2 separate regions of the Pan troglodytes genome follow, and region 2 is linked to region 1. The links are chromatin contacts, called in public HiChIP or PLAC-seq maps. All regions are on one chromosome and are shown on one strand. The core of a region is the stretch at or near the end of the contact, and the rest is flanking DNA. Distances in the headings are between cores, read along the strand shown. Region 1 holds the start of CCDC198 (coiled-coil domain containing 198). Region 2 holds the start of SLC35F4 (solute carrier family 35 member F4).

Region 1 (7,682 bases), core at 3,872-6,371:
GAAATGCAAATCAAAACCACAATGAGATACCACCTCACACCCATCAGAATGGCTATATTAAAAAGCCAAAAAACAACAGATGCTGGAGAGGTTGTGGAGAAAAAGGAATGCTTTTACACTGTTAGTGGGAGTGTAAATTAGTTCAACCATTGTGGAAGACAGTGTGGTGATTCCTCAAAGACCTAGAGGCAGAAATACCATTTGACCCAGCAATCCCGTTACTGGGTATATACCCAAAGGAATATAAATCATTCTATTATAAAGATACATCGATGCGTATGTTAATTGCAGCACTGTTCACAATAGCAAAGACATGGAATCAACCTAAATGCCCACCAATGATAAACTGGATAAAGAAAATGTAGTACATATACACCGTGGAATACTATGCAGCCATAAAAAGGAATGAGATCATGTTCTTTGCAGGGACATGGATGGAGTTAGAAGCCATTATCCTCAGCAAAACTAACTCAGGAACAGAAAACCAAACACTACATGTTCTCACTTATAAGTGGGAGCTGAACAATGAGAACATATGGACACAGGGAGGGGAACAACACACACCGAGACCTGTCAGGGTTGGTGGAGAGGGAGAGCATCAGGAAGAACAGCTAATGAATACTGAGCTTAGTACCTAGGTGATGGGATGATCCGTGCAGCAAATCACCATGGCACATATTTACTTATGTAACAAACCTGCACATCCTGCACCTGTACCCTTGAACTTAAAAGTTGAACAAAAAAAAGGCATAGTCTTTGCACTGAAATAATTCATTTGTCTTGATTCTTTGTTTTTAAGATGGTTGGTTAGGGTGTGTGTGTATGGGGGTGGTGGTGCAGTGTTTGACTCTGAAATACCAATGTTCTCTTTTTGACCTTGTCTGACTATTGAGAAAATCAAAACCTAACCTCCTTTGCTTAGGATTGATAGATATAAAAAGTACTTGTGAGCTATAAAGTACTAGACAAATATTTTTCACTAGAGTAATATCTTCTATTTGAACTAATCAGCTTAGAGGCTTCACAGAAACATGTATTAAACTCATCCTTTGAAAGGAAGTATTTGATTTAGGAATAAAACACATTTTAAAACTGTCCTGTTTACCTAGAGGATTTGTAAAAACTTGTAAATTAGATATTAATTTGTTATATTTCATTTTATTTTTCTTTATCTAAATAATGATTTTATAGTTTCTAATATTTTGGGAAAAGATACTCTTTTGAGACAAAATGATACAGTCACTTCAAATAATGGCTGTGAGCTTCTGCAGAAGACAGGTAAATAAAAACCAACTGAAACAGAAATAATCCCCAACAAATGAGCTCCAATACCCCTGGGATTGGTCCAGGCATCTGGGTGAATTGCGTAGCAGGTGGGATTTGGCTTCAAATGTCAGTGATAGACCCTGCTCACAAGAGAGCCCCAAACCCTCCTTCCAATGATGGTCATTCTCAAGGACCACTCCAATCTAGCCATTCCCTTTCTAGGTTGAGAGTTCTTAAAATGTATAGCTAGCTGCAGAGAACCCATTAAATATTTATTGAGGTGAATGCGTTTAAAGCTCTTGCTTTGCTTCCTTGGAATCCAGTGTCCCGAATTTAAACAACCAGTTAACATCTAGAACAATAAAAGGTTAAAGATAGAAGGACTATAGAAATTACTTATGCTGACAGTTAAGAGTACAGACTTTAGAGACCTGGTTGATATCTGGCCTCTGTGAGTCTTTGGGGGTAGTTACTGAACTCTCTGACTAGCATGTATAAAACAAAGATAATTCTTCCTTTTTCATAGGTGGCTAAGAAGATTAAATGAATGACATAGATTGAATTGCCTAGTATAGTATCTGACTTGTAGTAGGGTGTAATTAAATAGTAGTAGCTGTTATTATTTATTACAAGTTGTTTTCCCATAGTCACCCAACTAATCAGTGCTAGATTCAAGCCTCTTGAATTCCATGGTATCTATGTCCTTGCTACTAGCTTCTTTCGGTGGCTGGTCTTAAAAGCGAAATCATTGCTAAAGGAAATCTTAAAGTAATAGAGTATTTGCGATTGATGACATTTTTCTTTAAGAACATTCTCATTAATAGCTTGGTCCTTATCAATATCCCTCTTTGATGATTATAGTTTAAAAAGGGATGTTACCATTATATCCAAGAAATTCCTTATGAAGCCTTTTAAATTCATCTTACTTGAAGTCTTTGGGGTGGATGCCTTTTAATAATACTTGTTTCTCTGTGTTCCAGTGGGATGTCAAAATACATGTCTCTGGATGCTTGAAGGATTGGGGAAGAAACAGGAATAAAACATTAAATATAATTTACTATTAAATCAGGCAATCATTAGTTACTAGACTTTGTCAACACAATTTTGTACCTTTTCAGTTATATATGTCTAACCTGTGGGTTGAATGTGGAGATGAAACACAGAAAGCAGGGAACCTACATTAGTGCACATGACACTATTTTAGTCTAGACCCAGGATTTAATATCTGCTCTCCTAACTTCCTACTCAGGTTCATACTTAGGGGGAGAGTTACAAAATTACCAATATGTTGACTGCAAATATTTTTCAAACAGAATTTGGCCTGGAAAATAGAAATTTATTGACTTATGTTAATTCCATAAAATCTCCTCCCTGAAACATAAGACATCAGAAAAATATATAACTTTAAAAAATGAAAACAATCTTCTTAGATGAAATAGATGATAGATAGATAGGTGATTATACAGAGATGAGAAAAAAATGGAGTATGTGTGAACACAATTCAATAGCCCCTTTAGTGAAAAAAATTTCCACAGGTTGCCACTATAATACAGCATATCAATATTCTTTCCTGATGAAACAAGCTGGGGATACAGAGTTAAGCCTCTATTAGGAAACAGAGAGGCTCAACAGATCCATTGTGGATTTTATTTTCCAGCTTGATTATCCTGAGCTCTTGGGAGTGCTACCATGACCAGCGCTGCATGAATGAAGTTCTTGTCCTTCCCTTTTAACAATCTGGACACATTCTGATTTCTAGATTGTTTCATAGACTATTTTACAGTCCCACTTTGCATTTTAAATGGAAAAATCCCTGGGCAATTATGCATCTCTCTCCTTAAGACATGTGAATAACCACTTTAAGGACTTTGTTCTCCCTAACTTTTAGTGGGATGGAAACTATGTCCTTATTTTCTTTTGAAAAGATGCCAGCATATTGAGCAGGATGGAAACAACAAACATATTGGATTTAAAAATGTAAGTATTTTCAGCTATTTTTTCAGAAGGCTTACTAATCCTTATTTTTTTTATTTTAGTGACATTACTCCATTATTTAATTAGATTTTCCTCAAATGGCATAGGCTGTGTCAGGCATTTATTTTTACCCCTGATTACAAGTGAAAAAAATTGATGAAGTAACTTGCCCAAGGTCATTTGATTTGGTATTTGATGGAGCTGGGGTGAGAATATGGGAGATCATGAGGATTCTCATGATCTTGTTATTTATTTTTAATGTGATTTTGTCACTTCAGACATAAGCTCACCATTTATTCAGTTACCTAAATCTTTTTTTTCTTTTAATTGAGACAGAGTCTCTCTCTGTCACCAAAATCTTAAAACTCTCAGTGGGGGTTTGGATAAAAAGGGAATTCCTCGATAGGAGCATTGCATACTCTTAGTACACATTCACGCTCCATTTTCTAAATCATGTCTATCACCTATCCCTCTATCTATCATAAAAAAATTCCTAAGGGGAAAATTCCCATCCATGTGCTTAAGAACTTGAAGAACATAAAGAACATAAAAATAGGCCATATAGAAACAACCAAACGTTGTCAATTCTGCAGACAATAGCCATGAAAAATCATTCCAGGCAAGATTTGCTAGGTACCAAAAGAGAATGTGAGGCTTTCTGAACAAGGCATCCAATAAGGGAAACTTATTTGTGTTATTGATCCAGAAGGTGAAGAAAAGGGAAAACAATATACATATATATATGTATATAATAAACATATATTTTTCTAAGTGAGAATGTCTGTTTAATTATCATTGTGGTCATCATAAAACATTTTACATGGCTTATAAAATATCCCAGGATTTATGGCCACTTCAGGCTCAGAGCTTCCAATCATAATGGGAAAGAATTCTGTTAGTTCTGCAGATGACCATGGAGAATGTGGGGTTGGGAAAAGGGTGACTCATCCACTCCTCTGTACTGCAATAAATCAATACTGTTTAGGGTGGTTTCAAAATTCATGTTAGAATTAACTCACTCTTAAAGTGTTGCTTTCAAAACCACAAAGTCTGGTGCATTAAGCTATACTGGAGAGAATGATTTAAATTTAGAATCTAACTGAAACGCGATTGCTATCATTTATCACTAGTATCTATATAATTTTAATGGTCTGGCAAAACTAGGTATAAACATTGAAAGTATTACAAACTGAGCTGAAACAAAATGATTTATCCTTCTCATATGGAATAGTGAAAAGTCCTTTGTACAGTTTATACTCCCATTCTAATGCACCCAGAATACTTTCAATTGACGTTCAATCCTCATTGAAAGATTTGTTTGAGTTTTCAAAGATAGCCTAAATTCCTTTACATTTCAGGAATTTAGAAACTTTCTGAGATCATGGAGACAGTCAGATAAATCTATTAATAATGCTCCTTGGTCCAGATACACACATCTCATGCTAGGTTTTATGTTTACCTGTAGAATATCTTCCATACCAGTTTTCTTGTAAAGGTGGCAGCTGCCCTTCCAAGGCTTTATTCTGGTCCTGCAGTCTTGCCAGTGAATATGAAGTCTTTTCTTCCAAATTCTGATTGAATGCAAAGTCCACACGGCCAGCCGAGGGAGTCTCTACCTCTTTGTTTTGCAAAGGTGCTACTTTGATCACCCTAGGGTGAGTCTTAGAGTGACTCAGGCCCATTTCATGTGAAAGACATTCAGAGGAAAGCTGCGAGGGAAGTGGTTTTGGGGTCTTTAATATAGCTTATTTTAATCAAAGCATTTCAGAAGTTTACCCTCGCTTTACAAAGCAGTCATTTCCTTCATGGCATCCGTCTAGCTCTGTTTCACTGCACACTAACCCTTTTGGCCACTTCCTGGGAGGCTGGTTTCCATGGAGACTTCCCTTCAACTTTGCCGTTTCAGACCCAAAGAATCCAGTTAAACATTGACTTGGTTATGCTACTTTCTGAAATACTCAGTGATAGGAATAGAAGCCACTGTTGATCATTAAACAAATATCGAACACCAGGAAGGTTATTAACAGAGAGAGAGATGTAGAGCAGAGGTTTAGAGAAGTCTTAAACTTGACCCTTTCATTGCAAGTACCTTTGTAAAAAAACTAACTGCTGAGAATAGCTAAGCCATCTTTGCAATTAAGAGGATGCATGCTGATTACCAAGGCTTTGTTAATCTTTAATTTAATTAAAGAATTTATCCCCCAAATAGGAAAGAAAGCAGCGGAGCGGCTAAAGCGTCATTTGATTTTTCTGTCGATGACTTGAGTTGCCTTTGAAGGGGGTGAATACATTGCAGGACAGGAGGATAATAGAATTTTTTTTCCTGGGGATAAGGGGAAAAAATTCTTGAATAAATGGTCTAAGTAAACCTTGAGTTTTTGAAGATAACCTATTTACTATGTTTTAAAATTAAATTAAATTAATTTATTTATTTTTGAGACAGAATCTCACTCTGTCACCCAAGCTGGAGTCACCCAAGCCCAGCGATCTTGGCTCACCACAACCTCCGCCTCTCCAGTTCAAGTGATTCTCCTGAGTCAGCCACCCAAGTAGCTGGGATTACAGGCACCTACTACCACCACACCTGTCTAATTTTTGTATTTTTTAGTACAGAAGGAGTTTCACCATGTTGGCCAGGCTGGTCTCGAACTCCTGACCTCAAGAGATCCACCTGTCTTGGCCTCCCAAAGGGCTGGGATTACACGCATGAGCCACAGTGCCTGGTCTATTATGATTTTTAAAGTAGAAAAAAAGACTGGAAGGAAACGTGCCGAAATATTGAGTAGTGATTTTTGAATGGTGGGATTATGGGTGATTTTTATTTTATTCTTTATACTTAGAAGTGGGACTAACTTTCAAGCTCTAATTGTTTATGAGCACAGATTACTTGTGTTTTCATCACATCTCCATAAAGAAATTAAAAGAAAATTTATTTTTCATCTTTGCAGAAACCATTTCCTAAGGGACTAAGGTGATGTTTGGAAAGTCTTGGTAGACAATCACGTTTATCTAAAAAGATGCCTGAATTTAGTTTTTTCCTTACTCTCTTTGCATTTTCCACATCATTTTCTCCGCAGCAGAGAGGCTTATAAGTAAAGACTAATATATTAACAGTATCTGCAAACAAAACAGCCTCTGGTAAACAGACTAGCTTAATTACAAGGATAATAATACTTGAGTAAGGTCTAGTAAGATTTATTTTTTAGTACAATCAGTTTAAGTATTTCTAAGGGCAGGGGAATGTATTGCGAACTAACAAATGAACTAGACATTGTACTGAAAACTGTGGACTTCATGGATCTGGACCATAAGAGGGATTCAGCCCTTATGTTTTGTTTTATTATTATTTAATTTTCAGACAATATTTGTGGAGAACATGAGCCTTTGTTGAGGAAATTGGTTAGTTGTTGAAGGAATAATTAAAGAAATAAAGACGCATTTCTGTGCTTCTTTCTCTTTTCATTACTAGTGACTATCAAGCTTTGTGACTTTCCTGATCTGTGAAATGGGGTTAATAACAATACTTTGTGGGAAATGAACCTGATTCCATTTATAGCTCTTAGACTAATACCTGGCATGTAGTAAGCTCACAGTAATCATTAGCCAGTATCCTCCTCCTCTGAGGAAGTATTGCTACATATCTACATGTACATAGGATAGTCTTTATTGCCAGTTGGTCAGAAATTAAAATAGACATATTCCTGTCTAAAGGAGTTTGCCCCTAGGTATAGAAAAGACCAATGAGGGAAGCGTAAATTAATCTGGCCGATTTAACTGGGAAAACCACCATGTCTAAGGATTATCATTAGAAAATATTCATACACTGAAAGGATTTTATTAAAATTTGATAGTGAAACATTTTAATTTTATTAAAAGAGAAAAAGAGTTTAATTTCACTGATAGAGTTAGATATAAGATGTAATTTCTTATTACTAGAATTGTAAAACATTAAAAAGCTCTCACCCAACTAAAACCTTGACTACTTCGCACTTTGTGATACTTTATAATGACCATTCCCTAGTTCAAGAATGACTATGACTATACATTATTGTGTGTAAAAATGATAAAACATGCTGTTATTTGTAACAGTCAGAATTCATGAATATGGAATGAGAATATTAATTTATAAAACTCTTAAGATGAAGCTCAGAAGGGATTAGCTAAACTTTTCTAAAGCTGAAGGTAGCGTCCAGAGAAAAATGTACTAAGAGAAAGTGGCGAGGCCCCAGAGGAGATGGGGAGAAGCAGGAACTCACAGCCAAGTGGACTATTTCTGCCAGGAAGAATCAAAGCCCTCAGCCTGGAGCATCTCCACGGGCAATGTGACCTTGAAGTTCCCAAGAAATAGCCGTGTACAAGCTCCTGGTGCTTGGACCTTTCTTGCCTTCTGTAGAAAATGCCTTCCTTCAAGACACAGAGTGAACCAAGCAATAAGGAGAAGG
Region 2 (7,682 bases), core at 1,595-4,094, 390 kb after region 1:
CCTATTGCCCATTAAAGTACCTTCATTTATCTGAATTCTATCATGTTTCTTTTTTTGCATCAGCTTGACTACTAGAATTTTTTCTGAACAAGGTACAAGCAAACAGCAGGATGCATTAACAGAAGGCTTGATCTTCAGTGCATTTTCTTAGAGGTAAGTCCCCATCTATCTCCAAAAAGGTAAATGGCATAGATATCTAGAGATTGTCCTTCATATGTGATCAGACAGGAAATGAGAAAGTCACCTTGCTTTCACATATTATATATTCATCACTGTAGCCTTTTCTTAAGTATATTTTTCCAGACTTCCCCTAAGCTGTTGCTCATTCCCTGTAACAGCCAAATCAATTGACCATATTGTACTGGTTTGCTTCAGTGTGTTTGTTTACTAGTTGAAGCCTGCATTAGGACAGGGATTATTTCATGGTGCTCGGTTCCCTGGCCCTCCTCCAGCTTTCTCCTCTCTCAATCTCTCACTGTGCAAAATAGCAATCTTTCTCTACTTCCGAAAGCATGAGCATCCTGAGATTTATCTGACTATCACTTAATTCTCTCTTCTTGTGAGATTCTCTGCCTTCACTCTTTTAACTCTATGGTCTGAACTTAGGTAGGTAAGTGCCCATCACAAATAACTATGCCAAGTTAATCTTTATCCCTTTTGGCTACCAGTTATAGCCTTGGCCAGTGCTCTTCCCTTTTTTTGTCCTGTTATTGTATTGCAAATGAAGCATGTGCAGCTATTTGAGCAAGTACAAAAATATAATATGAACATGTCCTTATCTAAAATGTCACTTTTTCAGTATTCTTTTTGGGTTGTTCATTGTTAGCCAAAGTTCCATTGTCATAAAAATTACAATAATAAGCCACCCTGAGTCTTGTAATTTCACACACAGCTTCTACATTCTCTAAGCCACTAAAATCCCATGGTTCCTAATTAAAATATTCAAAGGTGAAAGTCAAGTAATTTCCACAAGATATATTAGTTCCTTTACTTATGTTTCCAGGGTTAAAAAAGAAATCCTTTGCCAATAAAAAAGGAGAAGTTTTTGAGTGTATAGTACTTCAAAGGGCATTCCACAGTGTGTTATTTTCTTTCCAGAAAATTCTAACACTATATAATTACTTTTGTATGGAAAATGAATAATTTAAGCCCCTAATGCTAAAAACAGCTAGACAGAAACCATCCAAATCAGATAGGCCTTTCCTGAAACCAGATGAAATATCGAACTAGAAAATATCTGTGTGAGAACAGCCCATGGAACAAAGCTCTTGAATTATTATTCAATAGAGAGGAAGCATGGTAGGGGAGAAAGTTACATGAAAAAATAGTGTTTTCTTGTCTTTGTGCCGGAATTTTTGTGGGTCCCACGCATCACAGAAACTGTAATGTTGATTGCACCCCAAATGTCATAGAAAAATACGTATCAGAAATGCATCTAGGAGCTTCCAAGCTTCTGACAACAATAACTGCAAAAACATCAATTAAGCTCCATCTATTGCAACAGAAATGCATTGATAAAGAAAAAAGCGAAAGCCCACCTGCATAGAAACTAAACCGCAGCTACTCCTCCAATTCGAAGAAAAATGAGCTGCACTTCAGTCGCCAGTAGAACTAATCCCAGCAAATATAGCTAGTGGGTTTGTGTACTGGGGGAGGGGGACTGCGAGCAGAGCACACCTCATCGCCCTCCCACCAAAACTGGTCCAAAAACGTGAAAGCATCCACGCCGCATGACCTCGCTTAGCTGGAAGAAAGCGGTGACCGCGACGTGCGGCGGGGGCGGGTGGCCCTGTCGCCTCCCCTTCTCAGACCCCACCCCCCGCACGCCCCCAGTCTTTTGCACGGGTCTCTGGCTCCAAGCTCTGGGGCTCGGAGACCTGAGCAGGTTCTTTTCTCTTCCCAGGGTGAAGAACCTCCTAAAGATATTGTAACCGGAGTAACTCCCGCGCTGGCAGCGTCTCAACAGCCCGGAGTGAACGAGCTGACCCCACCAGCGCCGGGACCCATGTCTGGGTGGGCCGCCCCCGCCAGCCCCACCCCCGAAGCTCCCCAGCCTGCGTCCCCAGCGCCCCGCACGCAGTAGGGGCTTTCGGGGCATGTATCCCCTAGGGCTGACTTTCCGCTAAGTGAACAGCCATGTTAGCCTCCTCCGGGCGTAAATCCACCAGGGTGAGCCGGCCCACGGCGGTCAGGAGCGCTCACCAGGTCCCCTCCGCACCTCCCCTCAAGGCTACGACTGTTTCCAAACTCCTGGGCGCACCCAGCCGGGCCCCTTGCCCTCTCACGGTTCAGCACCGAGGACAGCGGACATACTTTTCTCCCCGGGGGGTCCCCGCCTCCAGGAAGGCGGTGTTGACAGCGCCCGCAGGGCTGCAGGTGTCCGTACCGCGCGCCCGCCCGTCCGCATCTCCGCGGCACCCCTGCGCGCCCACCTCCCTTCCCCGCCTCGCGCAGGGCAGCCGCGCGGCGTCTTACTTTTCTGGCTGGAGTAACCTGGATAATAGCCATAGTAGCCGGTGATCCGCAGGATCCGGTCCTCGATAGTGGCCACCCCGTTGGGGGCCGCCTTGACATCCATAGAGAGCGCGGGGCGACGGCCCCGAGTGCGGCGGGGCGGAGAGCGCAGCGCGGGGCCCGGGAGCTGGTGCAGGTGCCGGAGCCGCTGGTGCTGATCTAGCAGCTCGTGCTCCCGCGCCCGGGCTCTGACTCCACCGCCCGGCGTAGCACCGGCTCCGCATCACAGCGGCGGCGGCGGCGGCGGCGACGGAGCGGCCCCCACTCGGGCCGGCCTCTCCGTCAGCCTGGCAGCTCTCCCGCGCGCCACCCGGAGCACTGCTGCCCGAATAGCGCCCCCTCACCTCCGACGCCCACCGCGGCCGGGGGCGGGTGTGGGCGCCCCACCTGGTCGCCAGCTTTCATCATTAACCCTTGCGCGATCCTTCCCGAAAACTAGACACCCCAACCCCACCTGATGAAAGGGATGTTTGGTCAGGGGGGGCGCGAGAGGAGAAGAGAAGGCGACGGTGGCCAGGGGCTCAGAGAAGGGTGTTGGGAGTGGGAGAAACCCAAGAGGGACTCATAGCTGTTAATGCGAGGAATTAACTCTGTCGCTCGGGGAGAAGACACTTCTGGGGCGCCCCGGTACTCGGTCCACGCTTGGCGTCTACACCACCTCTGGTCTGCTGATATGCAAGCATTCCCCCGCGTTAGTCAGTCCTTGCAACTTGTCTAGAAGACTGGGAATCTTTTTTTATGAAATGACAAGAAAATTAGTTCCCGGCAGGTGGTATATGGAGTGATTATCCGGGTTTTGCAGACGCAAAGACTGTAAGTGTTCAAGCCCTCAAGTCTGACTGTCCATACGGACCCTCCATCCTGCCACTGAAAAATGTCAAAGGCTTAGAAGATTCAGCTGCACACAGCACGTTTATTTTTCCAATTTCAAATGCTCTGAGGAGAAATGATTTTCTCCTTTATTGCCAAAAATATCAGGAGGGAAGTCCTTCAAACTGTAAATATCTGGACGAGTGAAAGTCTTAGCTACAGTCTAGAGCCTTTCCATTAGAGCAGAACATCCTTGAAGCTGTGTGTTCAGAGCGAACACCCTCCCCTCAGGTGTGTGGCTCTTCTGCTTTAGCCAGAGACCCAATGGGTTAGGGTCAGTGAGCAGTGGAGACGATTCCTCTGTTCATAGTCTGCAGACACAGCTTCCTGCAAAAAATAATAATAATGATAATAATTTTCAAAGTTTCATCTCAGAAATGAAAAGGTGGAGGTGGAGGGTTAGTGGAGAGGAGGGTCAGCTCATCAGCTTAGAGGCAATTTAGGTCCACCTTCCGTGCACAGCTGGCTTAAGACATCCCTGCCAGGTTTCATATTACTAAAGCTTAGGGAGAAGAAAAAAAGAGAAACATAAGTCGACTTCAATGCCCCTCTCAGAAACCTCCAGAGAACCTATCACACCATCCTGCCTCCAAGCATTTTCCACATTGTGTGTGGGCCCTTAAGAAGGAAGAAATACGCAATTCTTTTTCTAAAAGGTAAATTAGGTTTAAGCATATGAAAATGCAATATTAAATTTTACACTATGTTTTGGGTTTTCATCCAAACACAAAGCTTAGCACGGGATCTTGAGAGTGGAGTCAATCTGAGATTATTGTGGCTGGAAGGAGAGCTCATAAAGAAACCAATTTCCTCCTACACCTGTTTTCTGGGCTAGGAAAGATGGAAGGGTGGAAAGAGCTAAAAGGTCAAAAGGAACTAAAAGGAAAAACCAACACTAGTGCAATGATGGGGAGCTAGCCATATAAAGCAAAAATGAAAGCGTTATGCCTTTACACCCCCCCACGTGAAATAATATTCAGCACACTTTTGTTAGTTTTATTATTTCTGTGGCAAAATTATATCAAATGCATGTATTGCACATGGTAAAATGTGTTCATCACATATAATTTTAAATGTCACTTTTGTTTGAAGTTTCTATGAAAGATAAATTTTCCAATATTACATATATATTTTGATAATAGCCATCATAATCCATAGCACATTAATATATGTATCAGTAAGAGAGAAATTAGGAAACAATTCAAGCAAAAACCTTCTAATGTAACAGGAATATATATGTATACACATACATACACACACACATATGCATAGACTTAAAAACAAGTGGTTTTTCCCATTGCTTATAACTTATCTTGCCATAATTAATGTACTTAAATTATAAATAACAATTACTGTGTAAGTCATTACCTTCTTCCTGCTTTTGCTTTATTTTCATAAATCTCCATAGAAGTAGATAAAAATGTATTTAACTGGATCTGATCATTCATATAAACAGTAAATTCAGCATAAATTTAAATACTACAATGTAAACATACCCACAAGAGTCTATGTTTTCTTTTGAAAACGTAAAAATTTTCAGACTGACCTGGAAATAAATTTTAAAATAGCAAAGCACTTACAAATCTCTCTATAATCATCTGTAATAGGATGACCAAAATAGTAAATGCCAGCAAGTGCTATAATCTAGGCCACACTTTTAATGGAAGGAACTGAAATCCTACAATTATAAATTGATAAATAGTCAAAGGTAAATTTCTGCTAGTCATGAACACTCTTTGGCATACATGATAAAAGATGTTTTAATCTTTCAATAGTCATTTTAGACGTTATTAACAATTTACAGAAATTATTTTGAAGAAAGGATAATTTTTTTTTTTTTTTTTTGAGACGAAGTCTCACTCTGTCACCCAGGCTGGAGTGCAATGGTGCGATCTCGGCTCACTGCAACCTCCGCCTCCCGGGTTCAAGTGATTATCATGCCTCAGCCTCCCGAATAGCTAGGATTACAGGCACCCGACACCACGTCCAGCTAATTTTTTTGTATTTTTAGTAGAGATGGGGTTTCACCATGTTGGCCAGACTGGTCTCGAACTCCTGACCTCAGGTGATTCATCAAAGTGCTGGGACTACAGGCGTGAGCCACCGCGCCCGGCGGAAGAAAGGATAATTTTTAAAGCATTTTTATGTTTGCTGTTTAGTCTACCAGTTTTCACAAACCCAAATATTCAAATTTACAAACTATGAGTTGCAATGTATGCCTCAAATCTATTCTGAAAGAATAAAGAAAAGACATAACTTAATAAATGAAAATTGAAGGTCGTTATTTGATTCACAAAATAGTTTGTCATGATAGCCCTTCACATAGCCAGTTTCTCTAGTAGTTATAAATTATAATTCGATTTGTTATAAAACAAAATTTGTTTTTTGTGCGCTTTTCAGGAATTTTTTAATGCATCAAGCAGAGGGTATCTATCTGTGATCCCAGATGAGTTTTGATATATGAGCCATATGGATTTTGATCATCTGATCAAATCAGATTAGCTATTTATACTAATTGAGTATACAATTAGTTATTCACATTGTTGTGGTTTTTTTTTTTTTTTAAAGCCAAATCATTTGTAAAGTAGTTCATGGGATGATCACTTATAGTCCTTGTGTCTGATGCTAGAATAGCTATACCAAGTAATAACATTAAAACTAAATATGATCACTGGGTATAAATTTTATTCAAAGATAAGCAGTCTGAAAATACCATATCAGTCTATACACTTTGGAAGGGTTAGTAAAATAAAATCCATGGAATCTAGTCTTCTGTACTTTAATTAGCAGAAAGGGATCAGAAAATCTGGGCTTTAGTCCTCTTTTTATGGCAGGAATAAGACACCTAATCGTTCTATTCACCTATTTGAAGTTACCACTGAAAGATGCTGAAAGAAGGGGAAATGATCTTTTTCCCCTCTGGGAAATTAGTATATTTTTTACCTATCTCCTTGGGCTAAAACTAACTTGGCTGCTTGGAAAGCCAAGAATATTTAAGCTTTTATAGTCAAGGGCCAATGTTACTTTGTACAAACACCAGCACTGTTTACAAAGAGTTGACCCCAAGAAATTTAAACAGTGTTAGTGTTTAAAAGCATCTGGCTTCTAGCCAACCAGGTGATAAGAAATGGCACCTGAGAAAGAAAAAGCATGCTCTTAATATTCCATTTTCAGGGAAGTTGTTTTGAGTATTTAACTGCCAAGTCATCAGCCACCCCATTTGGAATGCTGACACAGCCATTCTGTTTCAATCGTAGGCAATGGCAGACATTGCTAATTTACCTTTCAGCTCAATGGGGCTGGGTGTCTGTATGAGAAGACAGGGCAGAGTCCACTCTTCATTGACCTCAGGTGCCAGGCTGCATCCCAGGACTAATTTTGAGGCTCAACTCTTTGGAAAGGCACTGAACCTCTTTGGAGAAAGTCTTAAGTAATTTCAACATATATATTCAAATTTTAGAATTTGTCTATGATCTGTGTGTGTGTGTGTGTTTGTGTGTGTGTGTGTGTGTGTGTGTGTGTGTGTGTGTGTGTGTGTGCCTCTCTCTCTCTCTGTCTCTCCCTGTGTCTCCCTCTCTCTCGGTCTGTCTGTTTTTCTGTCTTTGTCTCTCTGAGTCTGTGTGTGTCTGTCTATCTCTCTGCATGTTTCTCTCTGTCTCTGTCTTTCTCTTTCTCCTTCTCCCTACAGCGTTATACTGTACTCGGCAGTACAGCACAGTGGTTTAAAGCATGGACTTTGGAGCAGACTGCCAGGAGTCATTTCTGACCTCATCATTTTCTAGCTGCGTGACCTTGGGTAAATCTTTTGAAATCTCTATGACTCAATTTTCTCATCTCTAAAATAGAAATATACACCTATATAGTGGAACTATCATGAGAAGTAAATGAGTTTATATCCATAAAGATCTTATAACTGTGACTGGCATATAGTAAGCATCATATATATTAGCTATCAGTACTATTTTTATGCAGACATAGAACCCTTTGAGCTTCAGTTTCCTCCTCTGTAAAATGGGCTCATACTCTCTATTTCATAGTATTGCTGTGATGGTTAAGTGAGATCACATATTAAAATATTTTACAAAGGCCTGGCACATCGTGGGTACACAATAAATATTAATTTTCTTCTCCTAGCCCCGCCCCTGCTCTGTCCATTGTTTTTTACTGAAGTTGATTTACACTTTCATTCTTCATTCACACTCTTGGAACTTCACTGTGGCAATTGCTTTTACAGGTCTCCTTTAATTCTTTCAACCACGGGCAATGATCACATGAGGCAGACCTTGTGTGCCAATGGA

The links. HiChIP or PLAC-seq counts read pairs in DNA pulled down with a chosen protein or histone mark.
Region 2: a contact with region 1 is called in an H3K4me3 HiChIP or PLAC-seq map of stem cell-derived excitatory neurons, with 9 times the contacts expected there. The contact joins the promoter of SLC35F4 here to the promoter of CCDC198 in region 1. A contact is called at or near these places in 1 of 7 Hi-C or Micro-C datasets (stem cell-derived neural progenitor cells) and 1 of 1 datasets of contacts at active chromatin or transcription factors (stem cell-derived excitatory neurons).

What each region holds. Positions count from the first base shown.
Region 1 is chr15:55,462,399-55,470,080 of NHGRI_mPanTro3-v2.0_pri, forward strand. CCDC198 (coiled-coil domain containing 198) reads right to left here and starts at 5,122. Exons shown (of 7, transcript XM_009427856.4): 1 at 4,700-5,122; 2 at 2,193-2,275. The coding sequence starts at 4,922.
Region 2 is chr15:55,855,076-55,862,757 of NHGRI_mPanTro3-v2.0_pri, forward strand. It overlaps SLC35F4 (solute carrier family 35 member F4), which reads right to left and starts at 2,845. Exons shown (of 8, transcript XM_509971.7): 1 at 2,476-2,845. The coding sequence starts at 2,578.